2 separate regions of the Alosa sapidissima genome follow, and region 2 is linked to region 1. A link is a contact called in public Hi-C data. All regions are on one chromosome and are shown on one strand. Each heading gives the region's core, a stretch centred on a gene start, on an enhancer-like site or on the middle of the called end of the contact. The rest is flanking DNA. Distances are from core to core; before and after follow the strand shown.

Region 1 (5,139 bases), core at 1,896-4,395:
GAAGGTGGCGAACAGGCCCATGCAGCCGGCGAACTTCCAGAAGCTCAGGTTCGCCGACCTCATGAGGGCAAAGGTCATGACGAGGACCAGCGCGAGCAGAACCACGAAGACAAAGCGGTAGTCCCCGTACCCGAACAGCCCGAGGCCCGTTGTCACGGTCGCCGTCACCGTCATCGGGATGCCCGAGAACGCCAGCAGGTCCGCGTACTGGGCCATCGCCTTGGTGACGCGCTCAGAGACTCTCCTTTGTTCCGTCTCCAGCACCGTCCGCTCCCTCTCCTCCCTCTCGGCCTCCTTCCTCTCCCGCCACTGCGTCTCCCAGACGGCCCGATGCTGCTGCGCGGCGTCCCCGTCTCCGGCGCCCTCCTCCAGCATCGTTATCCTCTGCTCCATCTCCACGGTGACCCTCTGCCTCTGCTCAACCACTGCCGCCTCCTGCCGCCTCCGCTCCCTCTCCCTGTCCTCCTCGCTGGGATCCAGAAGCCCGCAGCAGAGCCGCTCCCCTTCCCCGAGCCGCAAGAGGGCCGCACGCAGGAATGGCGTCAGCAGGGCTAACGCCACCAGTCCCCCCAGCAGTCCAGCCGTCACGGAGGCCTGTGCGAGCATCTCGATCCCGACCCCGAGTGTCGCTCCGCTGGCCGTCGCCCCGACAGCAGAGGCGAGCCCGGAGGTTACCCACGCGAGCACCCTGACTCCCAGGGACCCGTCTCTGCGTCCCCTCACTCTGAGTAGCCTCAGAGTCACCAGGGACGCCATCGTCACTCCCGTCACGGCTGACACCACGGCGGCGGAGAGGGCTGTGGCCCCGAGGAGCGTCCCGACACCCAGGGGCCCCACGTCTCCCACGGCCTCCGTCACCACCTTCAGGTGTGGCCCAGAAGTCAGCTCCGCCATCGCCTGGTTCATGGGTCCCTCCGTGGCTCCCAGGGCACAGCCAGCGATCGCACCCAGGATGAAGCCCACAGCAGTCTCCATCACTGGGCTACCTGCCTCTGAAACAGCAAGAGGAGAAGAGCAATGAGGTGCCTGCATGCATGTGTCATGCACTGCATTCACTGTCTCCCATGAGCTAACATGGCTGTGTGCATGGTACTGAAATACCAATGCAGTCAGAATAAGACAGCCAAAGAGAAAAGAGGGGAGGAGACATACATACATACAAGAATACACTTGCAGGAGAAACAGAAAGACAGCCTGAACACATGAAGGAATAGTTCTGTATTTGCATGGTGACATCTGTGAAGTAAGCACAGGATAGAACAAAGATAGGGAAAGAAGAGTATATGAAATGAGATAAAGTGTTCGCTAGTTCCATAGAAATGAGGAGGATTAGGATAAAGGAGAAGTCCCTTTCCTTATCAACGTTGATAACACTTAGGAATGTTCTAGAGCTACATGCCTTGATAGTAGCACTACATGCACCTGGCACTGTGGGGAATCTGATAGGCCTTGGCCTGCCCTCTTCCACTTCCCTAACTTCCGCCGAATTATAAATACAGACAGATACACTCACAAAAAACATCATAAAAGGAGGAAGGCACCCAGTATCACATACAGACACTGGGTTGCTTTCCACAGTGAAGCCGGAAAAACAACAGAGTGGTGTACCTGAAAAGTGGTGTATCTGAAGATGGCAGAGGACACATACATAAATGTTGACCCACTCTGTGTCCAGGGCCAAACACCAAGAGGAGATAGGCAGCAACAAGGCCGTCACGGGACGTGGACCTGCTTCTTGCTGTGGGCTTCACGGTCATGTGCATGAGTATCTTCCTACGATTACTTCCTACATTACATGAGCTCCACCAAGGAGGACAATTTAAAGGCACACATCAGCAACCTGACCAACATGATATCTGCTCAAATTGACCAGCTGAAGGCAGAATTAAACAATCTGACCAACATGAAGGCTGCTGAGATAGAGCAGCTAAAGGCAAACGGGAATAGCTGCGTCAAAGAGAGAGACCAGCTACTTAAGGACAAGCAGGAGCTTGAGACAAAGCTTTGTCGGATGGAGGGTTCATGTGAAGGATAGGTCGGCTTCAAGACCAGAACCTACTACGTGTCTACAGAGCAGAAGTCCTGGACTGAGAGTAGACAGGACTGTAAGGACAGAGGCTGTGACCTGGTGGTCATCAACAGCGAAGACGAACAGAGGTTCCTGCACAGCCTCCATGGATTGGTCTGTCTGACCAGGAGGCTGATAGGGTCTTTCATTGGGTGGATGGTAAACCTATAACAGCCTACCCTGTCTATTGGGGAGTTTATCAGCCAACTTATGAAGATGAACTGTGTGTTGTGATCTACAGGTTTTATGCGCATCCGGACAGTTGGTATGATAGACCCTGTGAAGAATCATTCTATTGGATATGTGAGAAGCATTGTTTCCTTCTGTGATCTTTCAGCGAATAACACATTAGTGTACTCATTTATTTTCTGAAGTCAGTAAACAGTGAGTGAATTCATAATTATATCTGTAAATAGGTCTATGCTTAGGCTACTGCAGAAATTCGTGCTTTATTATTCAGGCTTAATGATTATTGTAGTCGCATTGCTACTAAAAGTGTAATGTCACAAAAATAAATTGTGTGGGAAAAGTTTCCTTTATTTACGTAAACTTCTAGCTGGTGAACCAAAACGTGCTTATCCAGTTGGACAAGTTTCAGTGGTGAAATGATATAGATCAGTTGCACTTTCTCACTCACGTGAACTGCAGTAGAAGGGCTTGGAAAATACAAAATTCAGCAAATAACAGAATAGGCTGTTCTAGTAGCCTAAGCCTACTGCCATATTTTCAAAACAGCTATAGGCCTGCAGTATTATCTAAGTTTAATGTAGCCTATAATAGGCGACCACAAAGGACAAAGCAACACAACAGCAAATCAGTACAGAAAAAAAGGAAAACAAAGTAGCGATTATTAATGTGTCACACACTGGCACTAACTAGCTGGCTACAGCCGGCAAATGTAAGGCGCGTTTTGTTTTCTATTCTTACTGTTTGGTGGCGAAGCCATGGTAACGATCCCAAGCACCTCGCACCTTGTTCGAGTGTGAGGTTCGCTCTCCTCGAGCGCTCCGCCTGCAGCTGAGACTGTTGCTGAGATGGCACCGAGAGGCAGGTGAATCTCGCCCTAACCTACTGCACTCGTAGGCTAAAACATGAGCTGCTGGGACACACCTCTTACCAGAGCTGAAACTTCCGCCAGTATCACTCCGATCGTGTCTGACTCTGATCAGAGAGAGCACTCGACGTCACACACCCTGTTTAGGCTATCCGTTTACTAGTGTGATCTCTCTGCACACATCCTGGGAGAGATCTCTGCACACATCCAAGGATTCACGTAAGGAATATAAATTAAGTTTTAACGTTTTACAAAAATACTACTTTTTCTTCAGCCTACACATATTTGGTTATTCTTTCATATTAAAGGCAATTAATTTCCCTTTCAGTCTTTCCACTTGCCACCAGACCTGCTGAAACATCTAGAGGCTGAACAAATGTCATTAAAAAATCATTATCCCATTAGCCTATTCCTATAGAACATAAGGTAGCCAAACTCTCATTGCCTCAATCAGGATAAAATGGCCTCAGTCAGGCTAAAACTAATCACTATTAACCTCAAAATTATTAATCTCATCCATTCTACATGTTAATTTATAACCTGCTTAGCTCACATGCATGCACCACATTTAAATCAATACTGGACTTGATGTTTTACTTAGAGAGTTGGAGATTTGTATCATAACTGGTCAAACCACAATGCACACACACAGAGCCTTGAGGGGAGACCTGTGGCTGAGGCGAGGCTGTCATGTCATGTGGCGCCGGAGCCCACATCTCTACACTGCAGACTCACTCCTCCTGTTGCTCCAGGACATGACTCATAAAGAGCTTCATCAGATCTGCACCAGGTTCGATCAGAAATCATTCAGAAATTCGTCACAAATCATTACTTCCTTCTGCTGTCATAAAAGAAAAGTTGTGCACATAAAATATAAGGTTGTAATGCAGTATAGAATAAAACTGTAAACAATTAAATGATCAGAGATCAATGATGGCATGCTGTTTGTGGAACATATACCTCTTAGGCTCATTTGACTACCAATGGTATAGTGTTCACGCTTTTGTTCTGGAAAGTAGTCTACACAAACCTGAACCAACTAGCGCTGGGGTACTTCAAGGAGAATTCCGGCATTTTTTTTCGCGTAGATCTCTGTTTCTCAAGGTCACCGAGTACTGTCGGTACAAAAAACAGAAACAATTGGTTCTACCTAGCTCGAGTTGCTGCAGCCAACAGCTAGAGCTGCTAGGCAGCTACAGTGCTACGCTTTGGGGGGCATGAACATAGGGGCTCATGAACTTGTGCCTGGAGTGTAGCTCTGTTGGCACAAAGTACTTTGGTTGCATGGCCTGCAATCAGAAATACTAGAACAGAACATGTGGTAGAAAAACAGGAAGTACCCTTCGTACCCTTCTAATCCCTCTAACCTAAGAGAGCAAAACGCCAACTCCCCTTCAGTATATACTGGTAATTTCCAGTTTGTATAGGTGTTGAACTCATTGTAGTCATTCCTCTGAGACCTCTGCAGTTCAGCGGAGGGTGAAATGGCCAGTTTTTGTGAGGCACTTCAGTGGGAGGGAAACGTACACACACCTTACTCTCAGCTTTATCACTCATGCACACACACACGCACACACACACACACACACACACACACACACTGTGACATAGCCATCACACACCTGCAGTTGTATAGACACATGCAAAACAGAGGTTTTGACCTTGTGAAACCAGTCCAGTGAAGACCTTCATGGGGCTACAGCCCTGTGGCACATTTTGATAAGTCTTTGGGAACATGTCTGTGTGTGGATATCTTTTTAATTTCCACTATCTGAATCAGACATGAACCATTAGACTTGAAGCAATCTGAAGATTTACTTTAATTTTAGGTTTGTAATGTGGTCTTTTTGTTTACAGTTTTCCCCCAACTGATATTGATCAAATTCTTCTAACTGATCCAATAAGAGATTCAGGCTCTCCAAACAGTTGACACAGCCATCCAAACAGCCCGGTTTCATTTGGAAGGAGCCACAGCATTCTTATCAGATGACATCTTTTGAAAAATCAAACTCTGGTG
Region 2 (5,349 bases), core at 1,351-3,850, 150 kb after region 1:
TAGCGTGTGGATACACAGTGGCTTAGTCTACGCTTTGAAACGATGGAGAGTTGGAAGAGCGCTAAAAGTAAATATTTCGCTAATGTTTAAGGGGCGCTTTATTATTCCGTCAGGCAGTTCAATTCATAAAACAAATGGCGAGTTAATTGGTCTTATTTTGAGCCAAAGCGTTCCAAACGGCAGCAGCCAACTATGTGTTACAGCAGTCTTTCTCCGAGACAAGTCATCCCGTTCCTCTCCACGTCCCTGCGCCCTAAAACAAGTTGTCCTTCCAGCGCTGTGATCCTCACAATAAATAATATCCTAAAACCCTACACACGGGTCCTGAATTCCTTTATATGCTTGCCACTAGCGAAACAAAACACTCACAAATTCTCTGTACAAACTGATGACAAATTTGATTAGTTATTTCAAGTTACTCCAAATAACTAAATGAAATGGGCTCCTAGTAATTAATTGCTCACTAACGTTTTTCCGAATATGCCTTTTGCGTTTGGTTTCCACGTTTCAGTCCGTTTATTTCCTAAACAGTAGGCTAGTATTTATGTATCTCTCTCTAAAAACGTGACAACTCGACAATCATGTGTAAGACAGAGCTGCATAAACAATAGAAATACATTTTGACCTCACGCCTGTGTTCGATAACAGCCCCATAACATTTACTTTATATTGCAGTTATGCACAGTTACCTAGGCCTTGGCATGCTACTTATATTTTTTATAATAAACAAAGTGAAGCGCCTGCGGGGAGGAGAAGGGCGTCCTCACATAAGGAGTTTTTTGTTTTTGATGACGCGTGACGAAGCGCACTAGCTGCACCAGGCTGCCGCTTATCCACCTCGGAGCGCACGTGTGAGTCCTATATGCCCCCTGTATCACGCCCTCACAAGGCCCGTTTCCATTCAGAATTCCTGGCTCTTAATGCTGACTTCAAAGTATATGCAGAAAACGGCATTTTTCTGGGTTGGACGCTAAGTTTATATACACACAGAGAGATAGTTGGGCTACTCAGTGTAGGTCACAGTGGACCTGTTGTTTTTAACGGTCCCTAGGCTTACCAAACCCACACAATTGCCCGAGGTGTAAGAAAAGGCAGATACTTACTCTCGGCCGGGTAGAAAGGCTGCATATCAATTTTGTGCACCTCCTTTGCGTAGTACTCCTCCTCGCTGCGCTGACGCTCGCAGGTCGCTGCCCGCTCGTTGGCTTTCTCATTCAGCAGGTCCCGGGTGCTGTTATAGATTGCAATGATGTCCCGGGACACCTCCTCGGGCTCGGGGTAAGTCTCCGGCGGGCTAGTCAGCTTGAGTTTGCTCAGGATCTGCCCTCGAATAGCTTGGATCCGCTTTTTCATGAACTGGTCCATGTCCAGCGTACTACATGTGGACAGGCTGAGGGCAACAGTGGCTAAATCCAGGGTCAGAAGGAGACTCAGGACGCAGAAGTTCATCTTTAACTCTCCAAACGGTCTACAAAGCAGCAGCGTCTTGATTCTACAAAAACTGATTTTGGTGACGTGTTACTACTGACACTTCTTAAATTAAATATAAGGATATACTCATTTCGACGTGTACTAAATAAAAACAAACTATAAAATATATTCTCTCGTGATTCCCTTTGTTAGTTATTTAAACCCTTTTCGTTTCGCTAATGTCACTAATACTTTGTATATTATGGATCAACCTCAAGCTCTATAGTTTAAATTATACCTGAAAATCCATTCAACCAGCAAAAATCAAAGTCGTGAAATGATCTGTAAAATCCGTTAGGTACGAGATGAATAGCTGAACGCCGAAGTCGTATCCTCACTTCACAAAACCTGATCACTTCATAGTGACCTTACACTAATGTCACAGAAAAGTTTCTAATGTCAGGCTTATGGCATAGACCGAACTGTGACCATAAAATGCCCCGGCAAACTCGATCTAACTCACAAGCAAAACAAACCACAACCGACTAGGTCGCAATCTCCAGTAGCTGGACACAGACACGCAGCCTGCGGGTTAGCGCACACCTCCACCGCATCAGAGCACCCAAAGCTGTCCAACTGCGCCCAGTTCCGCACTCCACTCCACTCCACACAAGCCTGCCTTTCACTTCCCTCAGCAGATAGACTCCCACGGCTCCTCACGCGGAACTGTGCATCGCCGTGTCCCAGAACACACCGTAGCTTACAGTCTGTTTTAAAGTTGCCCCGTCCTGGCGCACGGAGGGTGTCGAGTACAAAACTTAATAAAACTGTTAGCGCTCAAACGTTTAGGTATGAAGGTAGCAACTGGTGGAGGGACCGAGATGATAGATGTCAAAATGACTACTAAAGGAGCAGGGGAAATTGTATTTTCCCTTCAGTGCAACGGAAGAGCTTTAGCGCGTTCCTACATCCCCTTCTACGTGAAAACAAATGAGAAAGTCGCAGTCCCTCCGTGGTCCGTGCGAGCGCGTGCCAGTACACAACATCAACAGGCGGTCGGTTGCAGGGAGATTTATAAGGGACTAGCTTCACCACGTGCTCCCCCACGTTTCAAACTGAGGCTGTGGTCATCACTTTCATACCGGGGGACTCCTTCAACTTTAAGCTACAAGGCAATTTATTGTAAATATTTCGGTGTGCCCATCGGGACAGTGTAACGAGTAACAACTCCATTCTCTGCAACTGGGTCCTAAAGCTAGCCGAATAGGTGACGTGTTGTTAATTTGTGTCAAGTCCAACGTGTGTCATAAGCAGCCTTTACTGACGCACGTCAATAAATGTATTACACGTGTTTAACTCGTGGGGTTAAAATCCATGACGGAGAACTATAAATATAGGCTACATTCAGTCACAGTTTTGTTATTCAATTGGTTAACTTTGTTATCAGCTCGGAGTAAAAGAGAATGTCTTTAAAACATTTTTTGTATGGTAGAAAGGAATGCTGAGGAACGGAAATACATTCGAATGCGAGATTTATCAGGCAGCGAGAAGAGGTCAGCCTCCCGTTTTCTCCCAGGCTTCTCAGAAGAACTTGGAAAGAAGACAGGTTTCTGCAGTAGCACATTTCCCCTGATGGAACAGGGAATGGTGTAGCAGCTTTGGCAGTTAGACTTTACATTAAAACGGGGAGAGGGGGGGGGGGCTTCAGGTCCTATGTACAGTAGGTGTCAGGTCATGGCTCTGTTGTATTTCCCTCCAAACACCCACCACCTCAGTAAAGTTAGTGTTAGTGCCAGGAGTAATCACTCTCCTCTACTCTTTTCTTCTGTCCTCCTCTCCTCTCCCACCATCCTGTCACCCAGAGTGCAAGCAAGTGTGATTTACGCTATACCACTCCTGAGAAAATCCCCAAATTTTTCTCATCATTTGCCAAAAGATTTTTTTTCATCTACTTTTCTCAAACACCACCAATGCATCCTCAACCCCCACCACCAGCAGCAATCTATCACCAGTGACAGGCTCTCAGAAACTCGCTGACCCACCAGCACACTGGTGTAAACCAGATGTTGTCACTAAATCAGTGCCCACGCAGACAGATGCAAGACAACAGGGCGAGTGTGTGTGTGTGTGAGACAGAGAGTGTGTGTGTGTGTGTGTTGGAGGGGGGGGGGGGGGGTGGAAAAGGTATCTCCCCAGCTTTGGCTAAAGTGATGCATTATGTGTCACCACATGTGGTGGTGGTGCTACTGGGTCTCCCCTTCAGTGACCCCAGCCTTTGTCTTCAGTAACATCTCGTTCTGGGGCACATACGGCCCAAAGCTGGCCAGGATCTGGGCCGATTTCAGACACTGTCCAGTCCAGGCGTAATTGGCCTCAGCGTCACAGGAGAGGGTCCAAGACTCTACTGTGGGAAGAAGGCTGCTGAGAAAGTGAGCAAGTGTGAGACATAGAGCTAAAGAAGGGTGGTGGTGGTGTGTGTGTGTGTGTGTGTGTGTGTGTGTGTGGGGGGGGGGGGGGGTGGGGGGAGGTGGACAGCGAAGACACATTCTCCGTCCGTGTGTCAACAGAGTCAGGAGAGAGCTGGCATTCCTCAGTGACAGGCCACAGTGTTGCAATGACGGATGGGCACTTCACGTGGCGGAGGCTGCCTGGCGGTCCAGTTACAGCCATGTTCCACCTCACAGCGATAAGGAGCTTCGCAAATATCTCAACTCTTTGCGTGTGTGTGTGTGTGTGTGTGTGTGTGTGTGTGTGTGTGTGGGTTGGTTGGTCTGGGAAAAGGATGGGAAGGTGCAACGAAATGTAAAAACGGCTGTAAGAAACAAGGAAGGAAACGGCGGCAAACACCAAGATGGCCGTCGAAACAAAGGTCACCCGAAGAGTGCTGCTGTCCCCATGGCGACCAACCGCAGGGAGGCATTCAGCATCTGGGCTGCACAGCTCGTAATCTGGAGACGCTGTGTTTACCTGCGTCCACACAAGAAACATGGCTCCCATCATTCCATTGGGCAGTTGTACAATTGCATAGTTACTGTTATTTGCTTGCGTAGACAGGCCTATTCTCTGCCCCCTGTGAGTAGCACTTCAGTATATGAGAGGCACACAGTGATCAACTGAGAGGTCAGGCAAGACACACACATGTCATCCTGTCGCTCCTCTGGCATCTTTAAGGCAAATCCCTTTTCTCTCTCTTTTATGAGACAACAGCACCTCCCTGTGGCCATTCAGGTCAAATATGAGGCTAACGTGCCTATGATGGATGAGTGTATCACAAGGCTTTTTGGACAGAATGATCACAGTAGGCTATGATATGTGCTTTGGTTCCAGTAGAAGCATCCATTTGTAGTTTAGGACCTCTTAAACAGAACACAACAGCGCTGTAAGGGACTTAATATACTTAATATTTGAACCAAACATGCAACAAAACACATCATAGAGCTCACCCCTCTCTTCAGTGGTCATCAAGAAACCCCACACAGGGTTTTGTTTTGGTTTGGGAGGACAGGTTTACTCCACTATGTTTGTGTCCGAAGAGTTTTTTCTTTTTTTTTTATCTTTATTTACAGTGTGTACAGAGATTGGACCGCAAGGAGAAATTAGCTGAATGTAACAAATTGTATTGGTTAGAAATTGCTTAGAATCGCTTACTATACTTCCAAAGCCTTTCTGTACCTGAAGTTATCAGGTCATTATAAATAATGACCTGATAGTCTATTTTCAGATCCTACATAACCCAGCCCACACCTGAATTCAGGCACGGTGCCTGAGAACTTTAAGCTCTATATAAAGCCACTACAAAGTACATTGGCAATGACATTTTTAATTTATAATAAAACTGATTCATTGGAATGCACAGATTCTCCTCCATGTCTCGTGTCATGCACCCAACACTTCTAAGGGTAATTATTAAGTATGAGAGGGTAGTTGTGCAAATTATTC

What was found. A called contact is a pair of places that touch in the nucleus more often than the background predicts.
Region 2: a Hi-C map of muscle shows a contact between it and region 1, with 9 times the contacts expected there. The contact joins the promoter of tgfb2 here to the promoter of LOC121721281 in region 1. A contact is called at or near these places in 2 of 2 Hi-C or Micro-C datasets (both in muscle).

Annotation. Positions count from the first base shown.
Region 1 is chr10:26,479,853-26,484,991 of fAloSap1.pri, forward strand. LOC121721281 reads right to left here and starts at 3,146. Exons shown (of 2, transcript XM_042108083.1): 1 at 2,996-3,146; 2 at 1-992. The coding sequence starts at 3,014.
Region 2 is chr10:26,626,754-26,632,102 of fAloSap1.pri, forward strand. It overlaps tgfb2 (transforming growth factor beta-2 proprotein), which reads right to left and starts at 2,601. Exons shown (of 8, transcript XM_042106960.1): 1 at 1,104-2,601. The coding sequence starts at 1,449.